Linked DNA regions of Mus musculus: region 1 is linked to region 2. A link is a contact called in public HiChIP or PLAC-seq data. All regions are on one chromosome and are shown on one strand. The core of a region is the stretch at or near the end of the contact, and the rest is flanking DNA. Distances in the headings are between cores, read along the strand shown. Region 1 overlaps Dguok (deoxyguanosine kinase). Region 2 holds the start of Bola3 (bolA-like 3 (E. coli)).

Region 1 (3,338 bases), core at 158-2,657, 140 kb after region 2:
TCCTGCAGGAGAAAGGAGTGCCAGTCCTGATAGATGTGCCACTCGATGTCACTGAGGGAGCCATTTTCAAATAGATTCTTTGCAAAGATATACCTGGTTGGAATTGTTGAGTGGGAGGTTGGGGTGGAGGAAGAAAGTCAGGAGTGGGAGAAAAGCAGAAAAATCAGTAACTGGCTTGTTTCATGCTTATCCAAACCACTTAACCATTCTAGCTCTTATTAGCCATTAAAAATAACCTGATTTAAAAAATATCGCCCCCCAACCCTATTTCCACCTGCCCCCTTCCCCCTTGCCACCTGTAGTCATCGAGAGAGCTGGCCTCAAGGTCATGAGAGCAGGAGAGTTAGCCCTGCACCTTGCCTGACCAACACAGTGGAGCTGGCCTATGGGTGTGAGCTGCTCAGCTGTCCCAGCCCCTCGCCAGCTGCAGCACCTGGGAGAATGGGCCCCGAGCCCGACTGGGCAGCACAGTGGAGCTGGCTCTGGGGGTGTGGGTGGGGGCATGACAGGAGAGCTAACCCTGCCTCCTGCTGATGGCAGTATTGGGTGGCCTAGCTGGAGCAGGGCTGGAGAGCTCACCCTGGAAGTGCAGATATGGAAGAGCCAGCAGGCTGACCTGCTCAGCTACCACCTATGACCAGATTCTGGGATCTGAGTTGGCCCACCCCATTATCTGTTGGAGTGCATGAAAGGGCCAGTCCTGCAGATCCAAGGCTGCAGGGTCGCCATGACACAGGGCAGCAACAGGATAACTAGGAGGAACCCCAGTGAGGATCCAATATTGATGGTATGATAGCAGCCAGAAACCTCCAACCAGACTCACTGCCATGAACACTTACAATGAAGACGTATGGACAGAGAGGTACATTGTGGGATACACTATGGCACAGTACAGCTTCCACGATGTTTTTTATGCTTTGTTTTGTTTATTTTTTTGTTTGTGAGTTTATTTTCTTTTGGGAGGGGAGGTTGCAAGTTTGGAGGGCAGATACTATGGGACGGGGAGATAGGTGGGCTGAGATGCACGATGTGAAACTCACAAAGAATCAATTCAAAGTTTAAAAACTGTATTTTTATTATTTATGTGTGCGTGTATGTTTCTGGGTGGGTTTGTGTAAGTACAAGTTGGTGCTTGTGGAGACCAGAAGAAGACATTGGATTCACTGGGCTAGACTTACAGGCAGCTGTGAGCCATTTGATGTGGGTGTGGGGAATGAACTTTGGCTCCTCTAGAAGAGAAGCAAATGCTCTTAGCTGCTGGACTGTCTTTCCAGCCCTGGAAATCTGAATTCCCAGTCTACAGCTCCCATCCTGCTCAGTCCTGTAATGAGAAACAGCACCTACACAGGCCGTGCTAGGGCCTACACACGGAGCAACCCACTACAAGGAGAGGGACTGTAGAAAGGGAAGCTGGCCAAGACACATGGCATGTGCATGGAAACCTGAGCCTTTGAGATTTCCTCATTACTACAGCAAGATTCCAAGCAAAACCCAAGTAAACGTAGGCTAAAGCCACCCTTCCATACTGCACTTCAGAGTGAGACTGCCGAGTCTTCGGCTGCTGAGCCATGCTGCTTTGTTGCTGAAAAGCAAGGGTGTCAGCTCTGGAGCTGACTTCAGTAGGACCAGGAGAGCAACCTCCTCTCCGGAGCATACAGGAACCTAGCTTCCTCTGCTGAGCTTCCAATCAAATCAAAGAGGGCTAATGCTGAATATCAAACTAACTTCCTTCTTTGCTTACTTCCACAAGAAAAGGAAGATCTGGTAAATTGAGAGATCAGAACTGTATAAACCATGGCTTTAAAAGGGTCAATTCTGCTGTTAAAGCTTGATACAAAACACATTTATATCTGCAATAATGAACTCCAGGTCTAAGGCAATGGTCAGCAACTGGCCACTTCTGAAAACCATGAAAACCAAACTGCTGTGTGACTGGCTCAGGGAAGTGCAAACTGCAAAGCTGTGTCTCTTTTAAGAGAGTGGCTTTTGTAAAATGACTCTGTAGAGTCTGATCCTCGTTGCAGCTTCCACAGGCCATGTTGCCTTGGGAAGATACCTGCCTCTCAACACATGGCAGACACGACTGAGATCTACTTGTGAGATGCTCAGGACGGTGATTGCCACTCAGTAGTCGACAGCTCTAAGCCTTCTGAACTGTTTCTCTGAGGCCACAAAGAAGCTAATTTGCAAACTCCAAAAGTGAACTTGCCCAGACTAGAATGTTTTAGCTAAAGCTCACTGAAGGCGACAAGAATTGGAAAGTGCTGCCAACTTCTCCACAGACAACTGAAGATGAAAGTTACATCTTACAAAGAAAAATGACTAAGCCTATAAAAGGGGCCTTTACCTCTCCTGAGGTAGGCACTTCCCCTGTTTCTCCATAGCTGCTGGTGGTGGGCAGAAGGTGGGGGTAAAGAGAGGGGGTTGCGGGATTGCAGACAGAACAGGGCTGAAGGACCCAGCAATCCAGAGCTTTGTTCTAAAGCCACACTGATGTTAATTCAATCAGAAAGCTTCTATTTCTTCTTCCCTGCAATCACTGTCCTCCGAAACATACACACACTTGTGAGTACATATGTCGTCCTTGCTGCAGTAGCCTTGTCATGGAGCCGGGACTGGCCTGGGGCTGAGCCTGGCTCCTGAGTGCAGGAGGCAGTCAGTAAACCTCCACTAACCCAGCCCAGGAGGGAATGACACTTTCGCCCTTCCACACTGGGGGCAACTCACGCCCTGGGCACAAAAGGGAAAATTGAATGCATTTTTAAAGGAGTATAAATGCTCTTGAGATTAGAATTTGTACCTGGTTATCCTTTCTGCCTGAAAATATCCCCCTTTAACTAAAGAAAGCCGCTTTGCTGGGGTAATGGCACAAAGTATGACCAACTGCCCTCTTCTTTATAAGGAAATGTTAAGATTTTTTTTTTTTAAATGGTTTTTTGAGACAGGGTTTCTCTGTGTAGCTTTGGCTGCCCTGGAACTCATTCTGTAGGGCAGGCTGGCCTCGAACTCACAAAGGGTTAAAGACATGAGCCACTAGTGCCCTGCTTGACCCAAGTAGTTATTAACAACAACAGGCATAGTGGCACATATGGAAATCCCAATTCCCCGAAGGCAGAGGTGGGAGGATCACCTATGAGAACAAGGCCAGCCTGGTTGACAATGAGTTCCAGGACAGCCAGGGCTACAGCTGAAACTCTGTTTTAAGTAAGCAGCAAAGCACCTATAACTAAAAAAGCATGTCTATTTTGCTCTGAGAGGACACTCACAAGCCAGCCACACAGACATTTTACAATGACTAGTGAGCCAAGGTCAGGGACCCTGCAAAGAAAAACCACATG
Region 2 (3,079 bases), core at 291-2,790:
TACAGCTTTCTTCTGTGGCCGCTTCATTGCCAGTACATCTCTAAGTATTTGGTGGCAATGCTGGTTGCCCTCAGTGCCAGGCTTTCTACAAGCAGAGCAACACATCGGTAAGTCATAATTTCTGTAGTTCCTGCCAAGTCCAGGAGCCGTGTCTCATTGGTCTGGTTCAGATGATATGACCTGTTAAACCAATCACCATCTAGTTACAGTTCTGCTCATGTGATCATGTGCTTTGAGTAGCAAAGAGGGACCACTATACAGCTGGAAAACATTTTAAACAGTTTTGATTGTGTTCTTGGCATAAAAGAGGAAACTTAACAGCTAATAAATTATTCCCAGTTACACTAACCATAAAGTTTAAGGAATCAAGCCTATCAAGTAATCTGGAGATGAGGGCTAGTAACAGGAGTCACTCAACATTGGGAGGGATGAACACTTTGTTTAGCTTCGAGACAGGGTTTCTCTATGTGGTCCTTACTGCCCTTGAACCTGCTGCCTTGAACTAACAGAGATCCACCTGCCTCTGCCTCCTGAGTGCTGGGATTAAAGGTGTGGGCCACCATGCTGGGCCTATAAATAAGCCTACTTTAATTGGTCACTTTAAAGAACAACTCTAGGTCCAAGCCACACAATAGCTACGGACTGCATAGGCACAGGTGCAGTGACGAAAGGCGGACAGTTCTTGCAGGCTACACCAGATGTGAGGCTGTAAACAGTTACTACTGCAGAAGCCAAGGACTTAATGGAACTTGGGCTTTTATTCTCCCACTGTAAACCAGTTAGGTTTGGTTGGTGGTTACTCAGCCCTCGTGGAGTGCACTCCCAATCCTACCTTTTCTGGAGGGTTTATTTTTCTGTTTGCTTGATTTTGAGACAGGGTCTCACTGTGTAGCCCTGGCTGACCTGCCATTGCTTCTCCAGTGCTGGCATTAGCTACCACATTTTAGTTTTGAGATAGGAACTAAAAACTAAAGTCGGCCTGGCACTCACCTTAGCCCTGACTGGTTTTGAACACAAAACAACCCTGGGATTAGAGGTGCCGTACTATGCCTGTGGTGACTTGTGTCTCCTGGAACTTAGAGAAATCCAAAACAAATGTCCACTCCCACCCCTCCTGGAATACCCCGCCAAACCCTATCCCCAGGCAAGTGGCCATTGCAGCAGTCTGCCCTCTCCAATTTCAGCCCCCTCACAAAGTCTCCGCCCTTTCTAGAACACAAGACTCCGGTGGCTTGAGACTTTCACAGCAACTCCAATCAGGAAAGAAGCCAGTTTCCCAGAGCACTGACTGGGATGTTCGGGGTGAGGGCAACCTGTTCTGTGCACCCCAGGGTTCTGGCTGCGGAGGAGTGCGACCTGGGGTATTTAGGGGACCCTGCAGTGGCAGCCAGGCCAAGGCAGGACGGGGAACGCCCATGTTTGCAGGTGCGGCCGGTTCCGGGTGGCGACCGTGGTGCGGGTGCGGCCTCCGGACGGCAGGGGGCGGGCTCGGCCTGGGCGGCGACTCTGGACACAGTGCCCGCGTCTTTCCGGCTGCACCGTGACCTCGGGCTGCGTCGCCGGGCATGGCGGCATGGGGCCCGGCGGCCGCTGCGCCTCTGCTGCGCGGGAGCCGCGGGGTGAGCCGGCGGGGCTCGGGCGGAGCTGCGGGGGAGCTCGGGCGGCTGTTGTCAGGCTGGGGACCCGGGGCAGGGCCGAGGTCCTTCCTTGTTCTCATTCATTCACTCCTGCCCTCTGCATCGCACCGGGTGTGCTGGGGGCTACTGGACTTAGGCGGATCGGGAGACAGTTCCATAACCAGTCACAGTACAGAGACCCTGGGAAAGGCTGCCTTATGTACAGGAAAACATAGGTGTCATAGCCCCGAGTCCTGGCTTTGGTCCTGGGCACTCGGGACGAGCTTGTACCCTACAATTGTATGCTTACCAGGCCTCTGACCTTGACTCTCTGTAGCCTGCCGGCTAGAGTAGAAGCCCAGCACAGGGCGAGCTCTCCTAATTCGTCCAACCCCTGTTGGTTTTTGAGACCGCTTCTCGAATTATAGCCCTGGCTGGCTTAGAACTTATGACATCCCTCCTAACTCCTGGAATAAAGTAAGCCACAGAGCCCATTCTTTCTCCCCTTTACAGTCTCATCATTAGCTTTACCCCCATCCACCTCTCCTTATTTGCCTGCTGGTCTTGAATCTATCACTCAACATGAGGAGTTTTGTTGCTGCACGGACGCCCAGGGCAGTTCATGTGTGATTTTTGTCAGTCTGGATAGGTGTGCTAAGATGATCGCCTCCTTTGAGGACTCTGCAGCTCTTAGTGATTTTACATTGCCATCCCGTTCTTCCAGCTATGCTTCTATCTCAGGAGCAATCCCACTGGCAAACCTTGCAGATGTGTCCAGGCTCACAGCCTCGTGGTTTCGTTCCTTTGTGCGGCACACAGACCATCTAACTCCAGACCTTTCCCCTGGCCCGCATCTCAGCCATCTCTTAGGCATCTTGGCCTAATGTCCAGTGACCATGCCTCTCACCTGCTCATTCGCTGCTTCAGAGGACCTGCCTGAGGATCAGCTCTGGGATGCTGCTCTAGAGGGACAGACTCCATCTTGTCCTTTAAGATTGGCTAATGAGAGAGCTGGGGAGATGGCACAGTTGGTAAAGGGATCACAAGGATGGGCTGAGTGACCCTAGGACCCTTGTGAGATGGTGGATAAGGGCGCTCCCTGATTTTGCAGAGGATCCCAGTTCAGTTTCCAGCATCCATGTCAGTCCACTCACAGCTGTCTGTAACCCTAGGTCCTGGGCTCTGATACCCTCCCTCATCCAACCTCTGAAGATCTTGCATCCATGTGCACACACTCTTACACACGCACATACACATAGTTAAAAATAAAAATTTAAGAACAGAAGCCAGGTGTGGGGGCACATACTTGAACTCCCAATCCTGGGAGTGCGAGACAGGTGGATCCCTGGGCTTGCCTGCCAGCCTGCCGCCCTGCCTACATGCTGGGCTCTAAGCCAGTGAGAGCCCCTGTCTCAAAAAAACAAGGCGAGATCCCCGAGAAGGACAGCTGTGCTTGTCCTCTG

The links. HiChIP or PLAC-seq counts read pairs in DNA pulled down with a chosen protein or histone mark.
Region 1: an H3K4me3 HiChIP or PLAC-seq map of bone marrow-derived macrophages shows a contact between it and region 2, with 3 times the contacts expected there. The contact joins the enhancer-like site here to the promoter of Bola3 in region 2. A contact is called at or near these places in 8 of 39 promoter capture datasets (the 3T3-L1 cell line, the C10 cell line, cranial neural crest and 3 more), 3 of 15 datasets of contacts at CTCF or cohesin (embryonic stem cells and stem cell-derived epiblast-like cells), 55 of 484 Hi-C or Micro-C datasets (3T3-L1-derived adipocytes, the C10 cell line, CD8 T cells and 23 more), 20 of 115 datasets of contacts at active chromatin or transcription factors (the 230-238 cell line, the HPC-7 cell line, bone marrow-derived macrophages and 14 more) and 4 of 9 other capture datasets (adipose tissue, embryonic stem cells, liver and 1 more).

Annotation. Positions count from the first base shown.
Region 1 is chr6:83,487,039-83,490,376 of GRCm38.p6, forward strand. Dguok (deoxyguanosine kinase) reads right to left here. Exons shown (of 7, transcript NM_013764.2): 4 at 1-93. Among named protein-coding and RNA genes, the nearest start is that of Dguok, 18 kb to the right of the region's middle. Within about 2 kb of position 1,408, at least 18 of the 459 cell types and tissues checked have an H3K27ac peak or open chromatin away from gene starts, as enhancers often do. A contact at or near this core is called in bone marrow-derived macrophages and microglia, where this site is marked.
Region 2 is chr6:83,347,936-83,351,014 of GRCm38.p6, forward strand. Bola3 (bolA-like 3 (E. coli)) reads left to right here and starts at 1,541. Exons shown (of 4, transcript NM_175277.5): 1 at 1,541-1,619. The coding sequence starts at 1,566.